Regions from separate parts of the Mus musculus genome. Here all the other regions are linked to region 1. Evidence: chromatin contacts called from public ChIA-PET, HiCAR-type and promoter capture Hi-C data. All regions are on one chromosome and are shown on one strand. Each heading gives the region's core, a stretch centred on a gene start, on an enhancer-like site or on the middle of the called end of the contact. The rest is flanking DNA. Distances are from core to core; before and after follow the strand shown.

Region 1 (2,602 bases), core at 71-2,570:
GAACAGGCACAGAGGCAAGGCAATAACAATTTTATTTTTAAATGAATCACTGCAATTCTCCTTCTAGGTAAAGTAAAATAACATTTTCGCCCTGGAAGAATAAATTTTTATATCAGACTTACTGTTCACTTCCCACCTGTCAGAACAGGATTGGACTCTACAAAGTTTAAACGAATTAAGACATAACCTACCACCCACGACGGGTGGTGATGCACGCCTTTAATCCCAGCACTTGGGAGGCAGAGGCAGGTGGATCTCTGAGTTCGAGGCCAGCCTGGTCTATAGAGTGAATTCCAGGACAGCCAGGGCTACAGAGAAACCCTGTCTCGAAGGAAGAAAAAAAAGAAAAAGAAAAAGACATAATATCTACTCTACTTAATAATTGTTCAGCTTAATAGCTGTTCAGGTATGTGTAGGAGACAATACAGAAATAACACTTGCAAATAGTAACAACAACAACAACACAGTAGGAAAGCCACAAAACCACAGCCTAAAGGGGTAGGGGTGAAAAGGGAAAAAGCTAAGATGACAGAAAAGTTTATATATGCTTCCAAACTTGACTAGTATAATTTTTTCCTTACGATTCTGATACAGGTTTTCAACCCATATATATTATTCAAATCAGGTAGGCTCAAGTAGGCCGCAAAAAGTTTGTAACTATGGTGATGATGTTAATCATGATCTACTCAAGGTTTCACAAAGATCAATGACTATCACAGCCTTCTAATCTGTCAACCTCCGCTACCGAGACCCTCCCCGCCTCCATTTGTGGGTCCGCAATCCCCAACAGCTACCTACAAGGATCAATACTCCTCCACTGGCTCTCACAGCTTCGGAGCCCAGCACCCTGAAAAATCCCTTCCTGGAGCCCATCAAGCACCGCCTCCGGAAAGCCGCCAAGTGGGCCTCGTTAAGACGTGCAAGGAGCAGAGCCGTGGGAAGGCAACGTAGCTCCAGAGGGCCACCTCGGGGCTCCAGATCGCGTACCCATCCCTGCCCGGACCCCCGCAGCCACCCGGGTCCCCAGGCTCTGCCGATTCTTTGTTAAACGAGGCCGAGGTTCCTCCGCCCTCGCCAGGCCCCAGTTACCTCTCGTGTCCCCCGGGCTAGCGGCACTGCGTCTGGCGAGCCCTTCACCCAAACCCGCTGCCGCGGCTGCAGACGCAGTTGCTACTCCAGTCGGCGCGAAAGAACCCCCGCGGCCCTGCGTACGCGCGGTGCGGGACCGCGTCCAGCCGCGCTCTTCCTCCGCCCCCTTCGCCGCCGCCTCACGGCCCGTTGCTGACTGGGGGTAGGGTGGGGGGAGCGTCTGACATGCGCGCTAAGTAGAGCGCGAGCCGAAGGGTGGGGCTGGGGCTACGGCTGCCGAAAGGCGCCAATTAATGCCGCTCTTCCGATTCCGGAACGCAACATAACTACGTCACACACCCCGGACGGGAATCTGGTCCTGGGTGAGGATTGTGTCTGGGTCGTGTAGTGAGGGAGTCTGCAATGAAGAGAGCCGCGGCGATGGGGAACCGCCCGAAAAACTCAAGGTAATAAGGTGTTGATTGGAAACTTCATTTACATAAGAATGTCCACCTTCCCTTAGCTCTTGTCCCTTGCCAAAAACCAAAGCAACACAAAAAACCCACGACTCGGGCAACATTTCCCTTCATGCCTCTGTCCACATGGCCCCATAGACTATGGCCACCTTTAGCTTCCGGAGCATCCGATCAAAGTGACGTCTACCCGACGGACGGAACCCTACGGGAGAAACGCAGCCTCCGCTAGTTAGAGCACTTGTAGCCCAGGGGACGCTGGGGGTTACGTAATTTTCCCAGCAGCCCTAGCTCGCCTTGCGCGGATGTCCTGAAGGCCGCGCCCCGCCCCCACCCCGCGCGCAGGCGCAAACTAGCTGTACGCATTCTACGTAACGGACGGCTGAAGCTACGTGAAGAGTAGGGTGCCGTGACTGAGCTACCTGTTCTGGGCTGTTCAGTGACATCGCGGCCCGCAGATTATCTTTGCGACCTGAAGACAGAAACCAGACAAAGGCAGGCTGGTTGGAGGTAGTGGCCTCAGGAGCCCCGGGCCCGGTTGCAGCCTCGGGTGCAGGTAGGTAGCGGGGCCATGACATTCCAGTCGGTGTGACCGTGCCAGGCCGAGCGGTGACTAAGTTGCATGGCCGCAGAGCCAGGTACTGTTTCCCTCCTAACCAACCCTTTAAGTCCGGCCGGTGGTGACATGCATCAATACCCTCAACTTATCTTTCCAGAATTAAAAGAAAAAAAAAAAGACTAAACCTCTGTCCATCCTTTTCTGCTCCATTTTATGTTGGGCTTTAGGAAGATTTGGGGGAAGGTTTCGAGTAGATCCCAACCAACAGGACAAAATCTGAGAAAATATCTGGTGTGTAGCCAGAAGAATAAAAGAGCATCGAACTAGGCTTCTCCGTGGTGGACCTAGGACTAGACACTAGAAGTTTCACGGAAGCAACCGCTTCTAGAGTCGACCTTACCCGAAGGTTTCTAACATGCAAGTTATTTGTAACCAACACTTTACTTTGTAAGGTGACAGTAATGTCTACATCATTTCTAGAAATTTCATCATTTTGACTGAT
Region 2 (2,602 bases), core at 46-2,545, 970 kb after region 1:
AAACATGTGCTGACCTACATACCAAGCTTATTTCTAAAGAGAAAAGGAACATGAGTTCTCATGGATGATTCTCCCCAGAGAAGCCCAGACAGTCATGCCTCCACCAACCAGAAATAAGAAGATCTTGCTTCAAGAATATGAGAATGAACATACAGATAATTTAGCTGTGGTCAGAATCTTACAGGATAGGCTAAATACTTTGAAATACTCAAGGTTCCTAAAACAACAGAGAGAGAAAGAACTACTAACCCAAGGCCAAATTTGACTTCAAAATTTCTGAATTTATCACTCAGTTATTAAACAATAAAATTTGCTGACTTTTTTCAGCTTTAAAAAAAAAGGAAGGAAAGAAAAAAAGACGGGGTGTGTGTGTGTGTCTGGGTGTTTTGCCTGCACATTAGTCTGTGCGTTACATGCATGCCTTCCAAGACCAGGAGAAGTCATTGGATTCCCTGGACTGGAGTTAGAGATGCTTGTGAGCCACCACATAGTTACTAGGAAAGCAAACCTGGGTTTTCTGAAAGATCAGCAATTGTCCTTAACCACTAAGCAATCTCTCCAGTGTCTTTTGTTGCTTTTGTTTTTTTAAGACAGGAGCTCACCCTGTAGTAGAAACCCTGTACTAGAAATATTACACACCAGGCCTTGAACTACAGAGATCTGCCTATCTCTGAGACCCAAGTATAGAGATTAAAGGTGTGTGACAACTCAGCTTCAGTTTTAAAGCAGCCTGTGTCAAACAGTTTCCCACTGTAAATATATCTAATCTCTATACTGGCATACATGTTATTACTACAGAATCCTATAGACCATGTTATCAAAGGAAAAGTCTTATTGCACTTAGGTAAGTGTGACTATCTAATTCATATTGAAAAACCTTTAAGCAAAAGACCAAGAATGTCTATACAAAATCTAATATACTTCTGGAAGGTGAATGATCTCACCAAGTCTTCTGTGGCCATGTAAAGTTGTGGTTTCTAACATTTAACAGTTTCTACAAGTCCATGCTGGGAGTAGGAGCTGGCTGACAGTACCCAATGCAGTCATACACAACATCTTACTAAAGTGAGAAAATGCATGATGAACTTTTATTTCCTGAAAGTAAATTAAAAAAAATTTTTTTTCTTGAGAAATTGCCTAGATCAGATTGGCTTGTAGGCACATCTATGGTTGATTGTAGGAGACCCAGACCAAAGAGGACTCTACCATCCCTATGGAAACGGTCCTGAGCTGTGTAAGAAGGCTAATTATGCATGTGTCAATGAGCCATCCAACAAGCAGTGTTCTTTTATGCTTCTGCTTCCCATTCTAAACTCCTCCAAGTTTCTGCCTTTGGCTTCTGCCCTGACTTCCCTCAGTGAGCCTGGGAATGTAAGTCAAATATACTTTCAACCTTTTTGTTGTTGGTCAGAATGTTTTGTAACAACAGACAGAGAACTTGAAAGGGCCCTGAGTCAGTCTCTAGAAGACAAGCAAGGAATCAAGTAGGAAAAAGGGATCATGAGTAGGTAGAAGATGAGGGTGAAGAACAAAGGGACCTAAAAGTAAAGCTAACATAGGGCCTGAGTTTTTCCACATTCCACCATAGCAATCTGGATCTCTCTCCAACACTGTCCCCATCCCAGTGGTGGGGTCATGTACACAAGTGCTCTGCCACTGAGCTCTCCCATCATCTCGACGAATCGTCAGGCTATAAAGAAGGTAAGTAAAGCCATAATCCCTGTCGAGTCCTGTGGCGCTGCTCTGGACTTAAACTCTGAGACTGGAGTTTGACTAAGGATTTTTTAGAAAGACAATCTCACTATAAATCTTAGCTGTCAACTCAATTAGCATCCAAGTGGACCAAAAACAAAAAACAACTCCAAGGGGCTGGAAAGATATCTCAGTGAGTAAGAGTGCTTGTTATATACTCATAAGGCCTTAGTTCAAACCCTCAACACCAATATAAAGCCAGACACACAGCTGTGTACACCTTTGCTCCCAGCACTGTGAAGGACAGAGGAAGAAAAACACTAAGGCTAGTTCCAGGGAGAAGGTTGCTGTTTCAAAGGAAAAGAAGTGAAAAATTAGAATGCTATATGCTCTTTTGATCTCCCAACACATGTGCATACAAAACACACACACACACACACACACACACACACACACACACACACACACACTTACTTCAAGCAAACAACCAAAATGTAAGTAAGACTGTTGCTTAAAAATAAATGGCTTTTCTCATTCAAATATTGGGAAACAACTATGAGTAAGGAGGCCCATAGAATGTAACTCTGATGAGGAATGAGAACATCAGTTTGAAGATGCTGGGCAAGGTGACACACAGCTTTAATTTCAGCACTAAAGAAGACCCAATCATTAAATTAAAAAAAAAAAAAAAAAAAAAAAAAAAGGTGGGTCAGTGTTGACACATTCTATATTCAAAGCACATTCTGGGCTTCATTGGGATGAAGTTGGGCATCTCCTTCCCAGAACTGGCTGCTGGACATGCAATGGACAAATACTCCATACTTTCCAAAAGTTTGTGGCCAAGTAGCTCTGGGGGGGAAAAACGGAAGGGTTACAATGGTTCAAACCTACATTGGGAACAAGAATCCAG
Region 3 (2,602 bases), core at 58-2,557, 930 kb after region 1:
AACTAATTTGGAGGGGCACACCTCTCTTATCTTCCAGGAGCAAAACCTTACCATAGGGCATTGGCACTGGGCTATAAGCAGCTCAGGTTAAGGAAAGGGCCATTCTAACATGTGTGTGTGTGTTTAAGAGGGGTGGGGGGAGAGCAAGTGCACATACTTGTTCTGTGACCATGTCCTCTAGAGATTTTGTTGACAGAAACGGCAACTAGCCATACCTGGTGTTCATTGCCCCACTCCCTACCATACCACCATCAAGCTTACAGAAAAAAAAAACAAAAAAGACCCCAAAACAAACAAACCACTGTGTATGGAACAAACCCGTGTATGGAACCCAGGTTAGCATTAGGTATATTCTTCAGTTGCTCTCCAACTCTTATTTTGTGGCAGAGTCTTACTATGTAGCCCTGGCTTAGCTAAAACTCTTTATAGACTAGGCTGGTCTCGAACTCTTGAGATCCACCTATCTCCGTCTTCCAAGTTGGGATTCTAGGCTATGTGGGAACTGGGAATCTAAACTCAGGTCCTCATGTTTGCCTCATAAACACTTTACTAATCAAGGCCCTATCACCTCCTAATCTATACGCAAGATAACAAGACAAAGCAAGATAGCAAGTCTGAGGAAGTAATATCCATATAAATCAAAGCTGAGAGGGCTGGATACTAGAAAACACTAATGGAGTTCTAAGAGTCACATTTTCTTTCTCTTCCAGCCAACCCAGCACTGCAGAGGCAGTCTGGGCAGCACTTCATTGTAGTCCTGACAACCACTAGCCAGGAGGGAGAGGAAGGGTTGGAAAAAACATGGCAGAATTAGGATTGATAGAGATTAGGATAAACGTTCATGTCTGTCTGTCTGTCTGTAAGCCCATGTGCTACTCTGCCTACACCCACCTCTGTGCAAACATAGCACTCCCTGAATCCAGTTCCAAAAGATTTAACCTGTAGTAACCTTCCCAGTTACTTCAGCTCTATCTTTTGCATGTCAGCAAATGGCTCTCGGCTTCACTTTCCTACTCTGCAACAGTACTATTGAGCCCCTTCTATAAGGCCCCCTGCTCCTCCTCCCCTATGCAGTCTCCAAGGGAAGAAAGCTTGATGCTAGCAGACCTGGGGTTAACAGTCTTCTCACTGGACACTTAACTACCACACCCATAGGCCTGACCCAGGGCCAGATGGGTGCGGCTGGGCCGGCCGCTCTCTGACCCTTCTCACCATGGGGTCTCAAGTCCAGAGCAGTATTCCTCCACACTCCTCAGGCAGACTCCAGTCTGTCTAGGGCCCCTGCTGGGCTCAGCCTGCACAAAAGCACTCTTGTATTCCCTGCCCCCACCTGGCCCCAGACCTGCCTGTTTTTCCAGCCTCTGGCAGGTTCCCTCAATCACCAGGCCTCTCCCCCTTTAACCCTCTTCACCCCTCCAAAGAACTGCTTAATCAGAGTGCCAGTTGAAGCAGTCTCTCTCCTGTAGTCCTGTAGTCCCTCATGTATGGGGAAAACCCAAATAGTTAACTCATATTAAGATAGCTAGTGTTTTGCCAAAGGGAAGAATGGCTCCAAGTGTATTGTTACGAGACCTGTAGGAGTTGTCTAGGCCTTCTTGCTGCTCCACATAATGACAGTGTCTAACAACAGTCCAGAAGCCCTAAGCTTAAGATAGACAGACTTTGGTTCCCAAAGATAAAAATAAAACAGAACTCATCTCTCTTGCAGTTGGGTGAGTTTGGAAGAAGCCAGAAAGCTAAGTGAAGTACCTAGGTGTGCAAGGCCCTGGGTTCCATCTGGCTGCTCCAACATGCCAGGTTCTGTCACCCATCTCCAATAAGCCAAGTGAAAGAGCTGAAAACAGTGAAAAGCACTGTAGCTACGTTGTGAAAGAGGGATGAAGAGCTCCAGTGACGGGTGCATCCATCTTCAGAGTCCTAGCATACATAGGTAAGTGTAAGTAGAAAGCAAGATATATGCATAATGAAGCAGTCCGGATCTGGAGCTGCTGTCAAGGACCCATCACTGGCGGCCCCAGCTTTAGGTGATTTTTCTTCCCCAGTGTGAGATTCCTTAGGAAGTTCTAGTTTCTTGGGGTACATTGTTCAATCAATTGGAGGGACAGGTGTCTTCTTTAATACATCCTTTACACCCGCCAGGGAGGTTGGTCACACTAGCACTAAGAGGTCTTACAGCTGATCTCTCCAGTGACCCTGCCGTCATCACTACAGGACTAGCAGGTACAGAAAAGGCACCCTTCCATTTCATCCTTCCCTAGGAGGCAAACAGTCCATGGCTAGGCTCTCAAACACACACCTGGATCAGAAACCTAGGAATAACACAGATATTTAAACTTCTACCTCCAGTTTTGTAGTCTGTGGGATGGGGCCCAAGAATGTACACATCTAACAAACTCCTAACGCTGCTGCTGTTCCCAGACACAGCAGAAGCTGCCTTCCAGGCAGAATGAGACCCACTGATGACACGGAATGGCAAAATCATCTCCTGCCAGCATGGCAAGAAGGTTCTCAACTTCAAACCAGTGAATTCAGGGATTCTAAACTCAGCTCCTCTTACAGAGTCTTGTCAGGCACTTTACCCTGCATTCCCAGTACAAGATGT
Region 4 (2,602 bases), core at 60-2,559, 530 kb before region 1:
CTCAGGACTTAACAGGCTGAAGCAGAAGGATTCTCATGAGTTCAGCATCAGCTTCGGCTACATAGTGAGTGCTAGGCTATGTAGCAAGATCTTATCACCAACAGTCCACAGAAAGAAGCTGCCTGCTTCGGGATGGGGAGGGGAGGGGAGGGAAGACAGGCTGGGTTGCACACAACAGCACTTTCAACTTTATGTGGTTAGCTTACACGGAAGGACCGATGTGCCGCAAAGACTGCAGAGGAACCAGGATTGGGGCCACCCCTTCTCACCGATGAAAGAAACCACCCTCAAAAGTCATTAGTTTGTGTGCCCGGCTTGCCAGCTGGGCAGCAGCAAGCCAGGCTCAGCAGCAAAGCACTCTGACTCCACAGTAGAGCTCTACCTAGGCATAGTACTAGTTGCCTGAATTAATTTAAAAGGGGTTTGAGTGGGCATGGTGGGCTGGGTCCCAGCATTTGAGAGTTTAGGAGTTAGTCTAGTTTAGCCTTGGCCACGTAATAGAGTTTGAGGCCAGCCTGACCTACATGAGGCTCAGCCTCAAAAGTAAATAAATTAATAAAAATTTACAAAAATCACGGGAGGGTTTTCTAGCTAAAAGTGATAACAAAGGAAGTTTGGAGGTTTTCATGGTAAAAAACAATCTCAGATTTTGCCCGGCCAAGTTTCAGGTGGAAAAACAAAATTGCTACAATTAATGCCCTCTCTAAACCTCAGCTCATTGGCCTCCTAGCAGATAATAGAAAGGCTTTGCTCTTGGTTGCCGATCTAAAAACACAGAAATCCCAGTAAGTGAACGCTCATGTTCAGAGTCAGCTATCTGACCATTTTGATGCCCATACTTTCAGGAAATGAAACTTACCGTTATTTTCCACCCTCGTACAATCCACTGCAGCATTCTGAACTGAAAGAGAAAATGGAAGATTAGAGAAAAAAAACCTCATTTCCCATGTGATTATTTTGAGAGATGATTCTTGTTTGTTTTTTCGTCTTTGACTTTTCAAGACAGGGTCTCTCTAGGTAGCCCTGGCTGGCCATGAACTCTGTGTAGATCAGGCTGGCTCCACAGAGATCCACCTGCCTTTGCTCCACCAAGTGCTGGCCCCCCCGTCCCAGAGTCAATTCTTAAAATATCGAATCAGGCTTACGTGTGATAGAAATTGTAAGAGCCCAAAGTAACAGTTTGTCCAGCCAGCATCTTATTCCCTTGAATGAAACGGCAGAGAGGCACATTGGCGAGTCACCATCGCCCATGGTTAATTGAGTTACTACAGAATGGGGCTCGGCTTCTGAGATTCCTCTTCCCAACCACACACAGGAAATGAGAGGATTTAGACAAGTTTACTCAACAGGACCTATGACTCGTTGGTTTAACTGTCCTTCATATTACTGGAACAGCTGCTCAGACCGCAAGGTCTCCTATCTCACTTAGAGCTGCTGCTTGGTGATAACGGATCTTTCTTTTTTTTCCCCCTTCTTTCCCCCTTTTTTCCCCTTCCCTTTCACTCCGGCCCATAGGTTTTTTTATTTGTTTTTCATTACAGATAGTTGTGAGCCACCATGTGGTTGCTGGGATTTGAACTCATGACCTCCAGAAGAGCAGTCAGTGCTCTTAACCACTGAGCCATCTCACTCACCAGCCCCGATAATGGATCTTTTATATTCTCTCTCTCTCTCTCTCTCTCTCTCTCTCTCTCTCTCTCTCTCTCTCTTCCTCCCCCTCACCCTCCCCCTCTCCCCCCCCCATCTCCCTTCCCCCTCCTAAAAGAAAAATGAAAAATGCCTCTGACAAGTAAGCCCTACTCTCCAGAGCACAGAGAACTTCCTGGCGTGCTGTCGGCCGTTGTTCATTTAAGATTACAAGTCCTTTGTTTGCTTCTTTAGACAAGCTTGGTTGCCCCATCTGCACAGGATGTGTTTGATCGAATGTAGGCTGGAGGTACATAAGCAGAGAGTATGCCAGGATGTTTGCTTGCTCCTGATTGGACAAAGGTGGAAAGTATGTAGCCTTTTGGGGTTTGCCTTTCTTTATAAACCTCCGATTAATGTACCTTGGTGACATACTCCCGGAATCCTGAGGATGGATTGTCTTAGCCAGCATAGCAATTTGGCTCAAAAACTGTGATAGTGTTCTTACTTTCACCCAATGGGATCAACACTTTCACACCACACACGCACACACGCACACACACGCGCGCACACACACACACACTTCCTAGCTGCCTATGAGGTGAGAGACAGGTTCCAGATGTATAAGGTACATCTTCTATACATGCAGCCTGAAGGTAATTGGAGGAGGGATTCAGAGAGTCCTTTGGCACACTCTTCTCAGGTCGGCGTATTCAGACCAGAACCTCAGCAACATTGCTCTCAGCTCCTCTCATCACCTCTGGAGGTAAGTCACACCAGGCTGCTCTGTAAGACCTTCCGGCCACCCTCCTGCCTCTCTAGCATCTTGCTTGGTAGATGATGTCTTCTTGGGTTTGGTTTGCAAATATTTTATTGAGTATTTTTACATCAATGTTCATAAGGGAAATTAGTCTGAAGTTCTCTTTTTTTTAATACTTGTTTATTTATTTATTATATGTAAGTACACTGTAGCTTG

The links. Promoter capture Hi-C pulls out the DNA fragments that hold promoters and counts their contacts. ChIA-PET counts read pairs in DNA pulled down with a chosen protein or histone mark. HiCAR-type assays count read pairs that join an accessible place to other places.
Region 2: a HiCAR-type map of astrocytes shows a contact between it and region 1, with 4 times the contacts expected there. The contact joins the enhancer-like site here to the promoter of Ddx42 in region 1. A contact is called at or near these places in 1 of 39 promoter capture datasets (embryonic stem cells), 2 of 484 Hi-C or Micro-C datasets (both in cortical neurons) and 5 of 115 datasets of contacts at active chromatin or transcription factors (astrocytes, embryonic stem cells and stem cell-derived neural progenitor cells).
Region 3: a promoter capture Hi-C map of embryonic stem cells shows a contact between it and region 1, with 3 times the contacts expected there. The contact joins the enhancer-like site here to the promoter of Ddx42 in region 1. A contact is called at or near these places in 2 of 39 promoter capture datasets (cranial neural crest and embryonic stem cells), 4 of 115 datasets of contacts at active chromatin or transcription factors (astrocytes, embryonic stem cells and stem cell-derived neural progenitor cells) and 1 of 9 other capture datasets (embryonic stem cells).
Region 4: a contact with region 1 is called in an RNA polymerase II ChIA-PET map of memory CD8 T cells, with 6 read pairs. The contact joins the promoter of Milr1 here to the promoter of Ddx42 in region 1. A contact is called at or near these places in 2 of 39 promoter capture datasets (embryonic stem cells and liver), 4 of 115 datasets of contacts at active chromatin or transcription factors (bone marrow-derived macrophages, embryonic limb bud, memory CD8 T cells and 1 more) and 1 of 9 other capture datasets (pancreatic islet).

The regions. Positions count from the first base shown.
Region 1 is chr11:106,215,644-106,218,245 of GRCm38.p6, reverse strand. It overlaps Ddx42 (DEAD box helicase 42), which reads right to left and starts at 1,320. Exons shown (of 18, transcript NM_028074.4): 1 at 1,090-1,320. Ccdc47 (coiled-coil domain containing 47) reads left to right here and starts at 1,879. Exons shown (of 13, transcript NM_026009.2): 1 at 1,879-2,097.
Region 2 is chr11:105,243,939-105,246,540 of GRCm38.p6, reverse strand. All of the region lies in intron 9 of Tlk2 (tousled-like kinase 2 (Arabidopsis)), which reads right to left. Among named protein-coding and RNA genes, the nearest start is that of Mrc2, 47 kb to the left of the region's middle. Within about 2 kb of position 1,295, at least 9 of the 459 cell types and tissues checked have an H3K27ac peak or open chromatin away from gene starts, as enhancers often do. A contact at or near this core is called in astrocytes, where this site is marked.
Region 3 is chr11:105,284,591-105,287,192 of GRCm38.p6, reverse strand. No RefSeq gene overlaps it. Among named protein-coding and RNA genes, the nearest start is that of Mrc2, 6.8 kb to the left of the region's middle. Within about 2 kb of position 1,307, at least 57 of the 459 cell types and tissues checked have an H3K27ac peak or open chromatin away from gene starts, as enhancers often do. A contact at or near this core is called in embryonic stem cells, where this site is marked.
Region 4 is chr11:106,749,933-106,752,534 of GRCm38.p6, reverse strand. It overlaps Milr1 (mast cell immunoglobulin like receptor 1), which reads right to left and starts at 1,309. Exons shown (of 7, transcript NM_001033435.3): 1 at 1,146-1,309; 2 at 860-901. The coding sequence starts at 1,251.